Regions from separate parts of the Gasterosteus aculeatus genome. Here region 2 is linked to region 1. Evidence: chromatin contacts called from public Hi-C data. All regions are on one chromosome and are shown on one strand. The core of a region is the stretch at or near the end of the contact, and the rest is flanking DNA. Distances in the headings are between cores, read along the strand shown. Region 1 holds the start of LOC120821235 (scavenger receptor cysteine-rich domain-containing group B protein). Region 2 overlaps tspoap1 (TSPO associated protein 1).

Region 1 (5,290 bases), core at 1,324-3,823:
CTAAACCATCGTATGACCAAATTTCTCCAAAATGGCTTCTAGTTCCTTCTCCGGATCGCATGCAGCATTCTGTACATCAGAAGGGGAACCCCTACAGTCAGGCAGGAAAACCAAGTGGCCTTGACCCCGACCCCAAAAACACACACACACTCACCGAGTCGCAGCAGCACAGAGACGGCCACCAAGACGAGGGACGCCAGCAGGGATAGCAGGAGCCAGACGGCTGGGTTCCAGCACCTGCACTTGCTCTCCACCACACGCTGGCCTCGCATGGCTGCCTGACTGACCACACACATTCACACGCTAGTCAGTCTCTCTCATCGAGATTCCCAAAAGGCCGGTGTTTGCATGGGAACACATCTCTAAATGTAATTGACAATTGTTTGGTAGATACAATCACTATATTTTGTCCTGGTTCAGTGCAGCCTAATTATAGTATTGGATTGTTTTCTCTGGTGGTCCCTGCAGCTGTTGTCATGGTGCTGAACTATGTATTGATGGTAGTCTGGCAGAGGTCAGGGTTGGAGCTCAAAAATAAATTGTCTCCACCTAGTGCACATCACTTCCTGTGGACTTTAAGGCACTGCACACCAACTCTTCTCAAAGCAAAACCAGGTTTCCCAAAATTAAATAGTGCCGCTGTTGCCATAAAACGCAAGGGACATGGAGTAGAGTTACACTGCTGTTTTAGTCAGTACAAAATGGCCGCCGTGCACCTGCGCTGGCAGCGTGTATCGGAGGCGGGAACAGCGAGAGATTCAGAATGAGGACAATTCATTTCCAATCGTCAACAGCTGGGGAGGGTTTGTGTTACAGACGTGTCAAACGTGTCTGTAACACAAGCACCAATCAAGGGGATTTCCCCTCGGACGAAGAATATTGGGATTCTACAACGATCACTCAATAATTGGGGTTAGATAGCGCTGAGCCAGACACTGAATAGCCATAGTACATTCATACTGCAGTAGAATTTAAATACTTCACTAAAATGCTATCAGCTGTAGCGTGAGGGAAAACCTATAATGCTACATTTTTTAATTATTATTAATTAATGAAATGGGGGATTTGTAATAAGCACATTTCCCAGGAATCTGAGAATACTGTTATTGAAGAAGTGTTGACATTAGGAGATACACAGTGTGCGGCTTGGCCTTGGGTTGTTTGTCTCTTTGCTCATGCAGAATTCCCCCTGACCCTACACAGGAATGCGTATTAGGGGATGATGAGGGGAGAATTTGATATTGGCCCCTCGAGATAGTGGACATTCCGGGCCCAGGGGGCACAAAAAGACATTTCTGCTTTCTGTGGTCCCCATCGTCAGGCATAAACGCTTCTTCCTGCAATCTGTCACTAGAACCCTGCAGAACGCTTAGGCACCTGATGACACTGCAGGGGCGCCTCTCGTCTCTTTGGAGAGCAGGAGAAGGGGTAGAATGGTAGAGCCTGGGGGGGGAGTAAGGGTGTTAAAATCGTTAGCTTCTCTGCAGTAAATAGAGAGTTTGTTTAAACGTAACATGCAAGCTTTGCAGGGCCGTAGGATGCCAAAAAAAACAAACACTTGACAGCAGCCCGAGACAAGACTCTGGACCGTGCAGTCTTCACCCAGTTCCAGTCCTTTTTCCCTGGACTGTCCTGGAGTCTGAAATGGTGCGGCGCTGAAGGCCAGAGGCCCACAGAGGGATCCCTGTGCCTCCAATTTAGAGGTGGGGAGTTTAACACCAGCACAACACCGTACCAACAAACCACTCGAAACTCCTGGACAAATGGCTCATTTGTGAAGGATGAAAAATAATCTAGTCCCCAATGTTATGTTTTTCAATACTCCATTCATAGTAGGATGTAGCGCAGATCCGCTGGGGAATAATGTTGCCTTTTGTGTTGGCTCTGCTTCCCCTCCCTTCTCACTTCACCGTGCTGAGAAATAGCTGAAAGATCTCGGGGCCCACAAAAATACCCCCCAATGTCTGAGATGAACTGCAGAAGTCTCTTTAACTGGTAGACTTTCACTACAGTTAAACAGAAAAGCAATGCTTTTATCAGAGAGTGTGTCTGACCACAGCTTTTTATGAGCAGTATTTCCCCCCCAACACCACTGTCTTTTGTTGTGAAATAGACCAGAATGTCACAAAAGATGATTTTTTTCATTTTTCATAAGGAATGGTCCTAAATAAATATATTTAAAGGTAATAATTCATATAATATCAACATGTTTGACATATGAATGTATATTATGATATTAACGTATCATATATACATTAATATATGTATGATATTAATGTATGTCTATCTTCAACAATACCAACATAATAATTGCATCTATCTTTCACGTTACAATGGACCGGTTATAGAAAAAAACACTTGAATGAGAGAAGATCGCTTTATTTGATCTATTATTATGTCACAGACCGGTTCAACATGTCAGATACAGCAGAAACAGCTCTGTATTTCAAAAAAGAAGAAAAAATACATACCTGTTGTGAAAGTAATTGAAAAAAATAAATAGGATTCCTCCACCCCCCCCCCCCAGAAAAAGTACCAAAAGTTGTCTTTCGAGCTCAGATAGCTGGCAGCTTAATTCCACAGGTCACACAGAAAGTTTGTGTCGAGATGGAAGCAGGGAACTCCAGAACATCCGGTGCTCCTTTTTCAATGTCTTTCATCCCTCCTGGTTGACTATAAGTACTTGGCTCCAGTGACCGATATTACGTAAAAACACAGAATACCAGATCATTATATGCTAATATTCCTAACACTCCCCAACAATCTATATTTAAAAGAAGCAGGAGGAGCAAAAAAAGACAATGCAATGAAAGCTGACCCTTCACTGCTACCCTTGCATCTCCAGTGTCAGTTAGCGCTTACAGAAGGTGCGGTCCGTCTCATCTCTGCACACACTCTCAGAGGGAGACGAGGCTTTGGCTCAGGGTGTGTGTGTGTGTGTGTGTGTGTGTGTGTGTGTGTGTGTGTGTGTGTGTGTGTGTGTGTGTGTGTGTGTGTGTGTGTGTGTGCACATCCCACACTGTACCCAAGTACTCTGCAGCAAAAAAAATGCAACTATGAGGCGGTAAAAATCAAAACGCTGTTAACAAAACTTTTGAGAGTTTTAAAAATCGCTGCAGAATAGTGAACACTGACAAGCAAAACTGACTTCATGACAGAGGAATAAAAAGATGACATTAACGACTTGGTAGTGTTCTTAACAATGCAGGTTTTTGTGTGCAAACAGTATGACCAGTATGGGACTCAGGAACCGCATTTACTTTTTTTATAGATCGATACGCCGCCCTAAAGATTGTTATAATCTTCATGCTTCAACACAATCTCCATGTCAGAATACACATCCCGAGAAAGACATTTTCCTCCACAAACTCTTACATTCCATTACTTTCCTGCAGTCCACCTTGTTTATTTTGGTCCCCAAAAAGTTACTCCTTTGAACAAGAAAGAGGCATACTGTGTCTAAACGTGTTTGTGTGGCACACAAGACGGTCTGTTGTCCTTTCAATTGATAAAAAGCCTGAGGCATCTCTGCATTGTGCAGCAGACTAATGGAAATAGCTTCCGAACACTAATCCTTCTTAGCCACAGAGAAACGTGCAGGCTGTCCACTGCCATTAACAGGCTTTTCAGGGCCCAATTCTTAACTCCTTCCTGGAGTGTCGCCAAAATCGGTTGTTTAGCCAAAATACGGGTGTTTCCCTGCACTAAGCTAATTTTCTTAATCTCCATGATAGGATTGAGACAACAGGCCGTACGCAGCCAAAGTTACAGATTCAATAGTTGTCTTGTCATTGTGTTTTAGTTTTGGGGTGTCTGCGGCTTTTCACCTTTGGAAGTTTTTGCACAAGATCCACTTTTTTGTTTATCCTGGCAGCATATTCCTTTATTTATTTTCAACATTGACTACATTTGTATTTCCACTATGGGGCAGCAGTAACAAGTAGTAATACAGCAATGAAATATTATCAGCTTGTGTTTCCATGTTATCATGAGCAATGTTAGCACCCACTGTCCTTCTAACCTGGCTTCAGATGAGGCTCCCAAAAGAAACTTTCTTGGGGGTAAAAAAAAGAGCTCTAGGAAATATAGGTTGTCGCTGCTGTAAAACCAGCAAGATTCATTTAATTAATTCATTTTGTTTATAATAATGTATCATTTTGATGTTCTTCATACGGATTTGGATTTTAATTCTCAATGAATTATTGTATGGGGGTTAGGGTTATTATTTCAATGTAATTTCATTTTTTTTCCTCCTTTGTTCTCATTATAAAAATCAATATCAATTGAGGATTATTGATATTGACCATTTTCATGACTGATTAAAGTGTGAAACTACAATGATGCTGTAAATTGGTTAAATATAATTGTGCACTGCTAGCTGGATTTTGGCTGATTTGCTCTCCCCCTCTCACTCTCTCGATCTGTTTCTGCAGTCAGCAACAAGGCAGCAGACCGAGATGGGAACGAGAGGCCAAAGGACACCTGGACAACGTGGAGTGGATCGCTGGATCTCTGTCTTTCTGTCTCTTTCATCCTCCGAGTGAAAACACGCCGTTAGAGGCTCTCAACTATTGCGAGTGCATTAGTTCATCAGCTTACTTCCAAAGTATAGACGAGAAGATTGACATTAATACAGACTGAATGCCTAATTCTCTGCATATACAACTTCCACTCAGCGGTCAGGCGGGGTATGCTTTGTCTCTTTGATGGATTTTGGCAACATGATATTGAAAAGGTATGTACATACCTTTGAGGATTTATACATTTCCAAATCCATGCCGTTGCCAAATAGTGAAACTTCAGGAAGTACATTATCAAAGACCCAGGGATCACATGAATCGGTGCATTCCTGTTGATTATATCCTAACATGCAGAAGTGAAAGTAGCAATAATACATTACTGTGACACGCAGTACATAACTCTTGCTGGTTCCTCATACAATTAGAGCTTAAAAATCGGACCCTCTTGGTCTTGTTTCTGCGACGCAAAGGATCGTGGGTCAAATTCACCATTTACCATACTATGTTTTGGGGCCAACTTAATCATTTTCTGACATATCTAGTGTGGGTATTAGAATGCAGTTTGTAACGACACATAAAGCATGTGCTAAAACTAATACAAAAAAAAAGAAGTGCGTGATTTGGAATGCAGCTACATTGCTCTGTGCTGCAACAACATAAGCAAGAGGGGTCAAAGTTCACGGTGCAGTTTTATGACCAAGTCATTGTGTTCCATGTATAGTGCATGTTAAAGGGAATCTGCTGTGTGTACTCAAAGTAAAAAGAAAAAG
Region 2 (5,290 bases), core at 1,967-4,466, 35 kb after region 1:
CACTTCTCTTTTGATATCAATATTGTCTGTATTTGTCTAGCTTTCTCCTCACTAATACTGCAAAGATGGACGGCTACTATTGAAGTCCTATGTTTTGTTTCATCAGGAATACACCTTCCTGTTATACGTTTTAGCAGTTTAGAAAAAGAGAACCATGTACAGTGACACAGAAAGCAAATGGAAAAAACCTTTTCAGATTCCACACAATCAAAAGATGCCGCTAAAGGTAAAAAACGTTTCTCCTTGCAGCCTCCTTCTGCAGGTGTCAAGATGCTTTGCGAGATGCTTCTTGCATAAACTTGTGTCTCGCATCTCTCCATGTGCTCTAGCTCACAGCGTCAACACGCAGATGTTTGAATAACGGTAAATCAACGCACGGTGAAGCTCTATTAACCGTATGACTTCTTAAAACCGTAGACTGACTTTGAAAGTTGCTGCATTGGCGCAGTGGCAAGCTTCTTAGAACTATTTTAGCTTTCAGACAGGCATTACTTTTTGTTTTGAAGGTTTTATTTTATTTTACTCAGTCACTCTTTTTTATTTCTCACTTTGTGTGCACTTTTTTGTGTGCAATTTTTTTCTCAGGCAGTTTCATTCGCCTCAAATGAGACACGTAAAGCGAGAGAGGCCGATTGGATATAAGATTTGTCTTTATTGACTGGTTTCCCTATAATCTTTCCACGGTGTCGCCGTTGCTTCTCTACGAGCGACGGGAGGAATTCCAGAAAGCACTAAGCCATTTTCATTGAGCCTTACAGGCACTTAAACCAGCAACTGACCCAGATAATCAAGAGGCAACGCAGCTTGCCTCCTTATGAAGCGCAGTGTCAGCTTTTAGTAACAAATATGAAGTTTGGTAGTTTTGATCAAGCTTTTTAAGACCTCTTTTCATCACAGCTCCTCAGCATAGCTCCGCTCTCGTTCGCAAACAGGGCCAGCGGCGTGTGTCGGCGATGGAGCCGCCTGCCGAGTGACAGACGTGACGGCTCTCTGCCGTTCGGTGTGTGTACTCTGCCTTTCACGCGAGAAATCTACCTACATTGTTGGGTTTGATTGTCTGGATCTTTGTGTTTACACACGAGCAGATCTCCTGTCCCTGTAGGTCGAGGCTTTGCTATGCAGCGGGGTTCTCTCTGAGAAGCTGTGTTACAGCGTTCATTGTATTCATAATCTGACGACCCCAAAAGGATTCCACTAGTCCTCTTATAGCGAAAGCTATAAAAAAAAAAGGTTTTGTTTTATCTACCGCTTCAGGAAAAGCCGCTTCATTTGTATAGCACATTTCAACAACAAGGCATCTTCAAAGTGCTTCACATAACACCATTAAACATCAGGCAAAATAAAAGTAAATTCAAAAACAGAATTAAAACAGACATTCAATTTATTTTGATTATCCTAAAATTAGGAACTTGCCCCAGAGGGCTTTACAGTCTGTACACATGCAACATCCTCTGTTCCGAAGCCCTGACACAAGCACAAGTGTGATCCACTTTCTTTCTTAGTGACGACTCGAGCTGCAGCGTTCTGAATCCGCTGCAGTCCTTTCTGTTGTCTGCTTGCATCGATTCAAAGGGAGCGCAGGGACATGGCTTCATTAGGCCCAGGCTTTCCCGACAGACGTTTATGCGGACCCCCTTCCTCCTGCTACTGCGTTTGTCTGCTTCGCCAACCCAGCCAGGCCCCCGTGAGAACCGCCATGCCGCCACAGCGGAGCGCGGGCTGAATGCTAATACACTGACCTTGAGTGGACCTCACCACCTGCAGCCCCTTTTTCTGTGGCAGCAAGACAAGCAAGGAAGCGGGCTCTGTCTCTCTCTCTTTTTTTTTTTTTTTTCACCGCAGGAAGCCGGCATTACTTCATAGCTAAAGAAAAGCCTCTGGAGTATTTTGGTGCAATTGCTAGGGAACAATTACAAGACATGGACGCACTCCAAGATCATTAGAATCAGAATGGAGGCAGAGTTCGCTCTGGCCGGACTTCCTCTGAGGTGATCGATCGGGCTTTATCATTGTCGTCCTGAGAGGAACTGATGGCAAAATAACTCTCCAAGACACAAAGGATCAATTGAGAGGCCAACACTTTCTGAGCCGTTAAGTGTTTGCTGTGAAGAGAAGGCAACATAACACAGCTTCAATCTGTGGAAGTACTTTGGGCTGCAGCTATTTCTGCCAGGTCGTATCTCAGCATCACCTCAATGAAACCTGGTGGTGGCGTGTGTCCTTATGCCTTTGGCTTGGTATCGGTTACTTGAATAGTAGCATCCCGTGGCTAACGACATGCTATATACGCTAAAACTGAATGACAGCGGTATGAAGTAAGTATGAAGCCAAATGCGTGAATATCCCACAATGCAATAACATCAACATTACCCACAGTGGCTCTATAATGTATCAATAATAATAATCAATAATGCTTCAATTTAAGGGTAAGCGGTATTTTGTAAATGTTGTTGTTTGTTGGGGCTTTTTTGTCTACGGTCAAATATTGATTAAATTGTTGCTTTGACAACACTCGCTACAAATTTAGATAGGACTGGAAATTTACTGAATCACACACTTATTTTATGAAATAAAATAAGTGTGTGATTCCAGCCATGATAAAGGGATTTTTGCAATCATATGCAATTTATTTTGTAAATATTGCTTCCACTTCTACGGTTTTAATTATTTTTCTTCTGCTAATTATTTTCCTCCTCGGGTCGTGGAGGTTAATGATTTCAGTCCCAAACGTTGTGTCCGCTACTCTGTGTGTTCTCTGAAAACATATGGTCTTTTCTGGCACTACTTTGTTATTATTATGATATTGACACAGCGTGTCTGACTTACCGTTACCGTCACTCTGGAGCCTCAGCTGCTGGTTCAGTCAGCAGCTGGTCATTAGTGTGGACTTAAGAAACCAGTACAGCAGCGTCGAAATAAAACCCTCCAAGGAGCCGAATGATCGCCGGTCATCTACAGTTATCAAAACTCCATAATCTGAGATGACGCTGGCGTGGTTTTTATGTCCACGTCATCAAGATGTGCAATGTAACATTTTCATGTGATTGCAGCCGAAGGCTCTTTTACTTTAGTAGCGAGATCCCCCGGTGTATTAAGAGAGGTGTGTGTTCTACCACTGTCTGGTCTGGACCTCCATCTGTCTGTGGGTACTTCAGTAGCTGTGGGCGTTCACTCTGAGGACACGCCCTCCCGTTCACTTCCAGCTTATCGTTCACCCCGTCCGTCCATCTGCTCTCACTGGAGCCATTTGTGCTCACGTGTGCCAGGTCGACTCTCACCCCTCCGCCCTGAGCCTCCGGGCTCGTTTTAGAGCATCCCCGTGGCGGAAAGTAAGTTGCCATTGTCGGCCTTTAAACCAGAAGACCAATCTGATCCGTGCACCGCTTTGCGGTTCTTCTCCACAGGACGGTGGATTGTGGAATGTGGATTTCTGCCACATTTCTGCTGCTTTGTTGAGCTGGGCCCTTCACTAAGGGCTCACAAAAATAACGAGCTCATTTGTGTAACACCCAGGATAATTTCACACTGTTAAAGCTGTATTCATTACAGCAATATTCCAGATAAAAAGTAGGATCCACTTTTCCCTCCTGCACGTCTCCTCACAGCACATGAGAGCCGAGCTCTCTTTCCTCGTCCACTGAGTAAACGATGTTGCAATAGCTGTTCGGTGCCTAATGAAAAGCCTTGTCATAGGACTATCATCTGTCAGCCATCATTACATAGAAGCATGGAAATCATTGCTGAGGGAGGCACCTGAGAATCCTTGAGTTGTTTAAATAAAACCACTAATAAAACTGTTGTGCTTGTGTTTTCCAGAATGGCACCGACTACGGTTTCCTGGTGCGTCAGAACTCTGAGCTACTGCGAGGCCTCGACGGGCTGGAGAAAACTTGTGCCACACTGAGGGAGGAGAACGGCCTGCTGGTGAGACTAAAAATATACCGGGTTTGTAGTCTCCACGGAAGGCTTCCTAGAAAGTAGGCCAGGTGCACAGAAGCAGCCAGCAACCCATTTTTAAACGGGCATTGTTTCAGTTAGGTGCCGCTCCTTTTTATTCAGTTTATAAATAAATGTCTATGTGGTCAGTGTGTTGGCCTTTCCTCACGTAGCTTCTGAGCCTCCCACTGGTAACAAACAACACTCTTTAAACCATTAACAAGCCCGGCTGGACAATCGTTAGAATTTAGCCCGCTGGTGATATTTTGTCTCCCATGTGTTTAGCGGAAGAGCAGCGCCCCAGAGACGGAGGAGAAGGTCAGGAGGCTGAGGAGGAAGAACACAGAGCTGTCCGTTCTCGCCAAGAGGCTGGAGGAGAGAGCTCGGAAACTGCAGGAGGCCAACCTCAGAGTGGTATGCCGCAGAAATCCAAGGAGCCCAAACTGTTACACGGCTGACCGGGTTCTTCTCACATTTGCGCTTGCTGGGACCAAAATTCTCGAGGGAGCGACTTGCCATCAAGCACCGCCGCTCCGAATCACTGCAATGTCCGGGAACGGGTGGAATGGAATAGTTCAGAGTGATGAAATCACTCACCGCCTTGTTATGAAATACCGGCACACTATTGAATCATTTAATGCATCACTAGATTGGCTGTAACAACTCAGTTTATTGTCAGAAGTCTCTTGAGATGTAATTCATCTACAGAACAGCTGCAACGGGTTGTGATCAAACACTCACAATGAGCTCATTGTGATAAATTTACATTTCCGTCCTCACTAGAGAAAGCTGTCAAGCTCGCTATTATGTAGAGAAGTAAAAAATGCAATAATTATTTATGGAAGACTCTCAAAATACATTTCTTTATTCTTTTGGAGACAGTATAATTAATGATTACCTTATTTAAGATAATGTTTATCCCTTCTGTGATGCAATATAAATGTTAGTGTTTTTGTGTTTTACAGTTTTCTTCGGTGCCATTTTAAGCGTTTTAAGCATATTTAATTATAATATGAAAGGAAACCAATTTGATGTGATATTTTCAGACATAAATATCAACTTCTCTATAGATTTGGTCTGAAATATGTAGTACACAGATTGAATCTGTCAGTTTGAAAAAGCTAGTTAGACTGCAAACCGCATGCATAAACTGTAGCTTCAGCTAATGTATTCCCAAGTCCCTGACCTGTTTTTCCTATAGTACGTAAAGACGCTTATGCAGTGGGCAGTTCCCTTATAATAGAGATATCGCCACAACTCACAAATCAGTGGTGAAGTCGTCATTCAATAATTTCACAAGTGGTCTCTTGAAACATGACCTGAATGCCACAATCAAATCCGATACTGTAATACT

Evidence for each region. A called contact is a pair of places that touch in the nucleus more often than the background predicts.
Region 2: a contact with region 1 is called in a Hi-C map of skeletal muscle, with 2.2 times the contacts expected there. The contact joins the enhancer-like site here to the promoter of LOC120821235 in region 1. A contact is called at or near these places in 3 of 6 Hi-C or Micro-C datasets (skeletal muscle and whole body).

What each region holds. Positions count from the first base shown.
Region 1 is chr7:18,109,355-18,114,644 of fGasAcu3.hap1.1, forward strand. LOC120821235 (scavenger receptor cysteine-rich domain-containing group B protein) reads right to left here and starts at 2,574. Exons shown (of 13, transcript XM_040179615.2): 1 at 2,472-2,574; 2 at 1,378-1,443; 3 at 155-282. The coding sequence starts at 272.
Region 2 is chr7:18,144,090-18,149,379 of fGasAcu3.hap1.1, forward strand. It overlaps tspoap1 (TSPO associated protein 1), which reads left to right. Exons shown (of 32, transcript XR_013468263.1): 2 at 3,817-3,924; 3 at 4,222-4,350. Among protein-coding and RNA genes, the nearest start is that of tspoap1, 15 kb to the left of the region's middle. Within about 2 kb of position 3,217, at least 2 of the 9 cell types and tissues checked have open chromatin away from gene starts, as enhancers often do.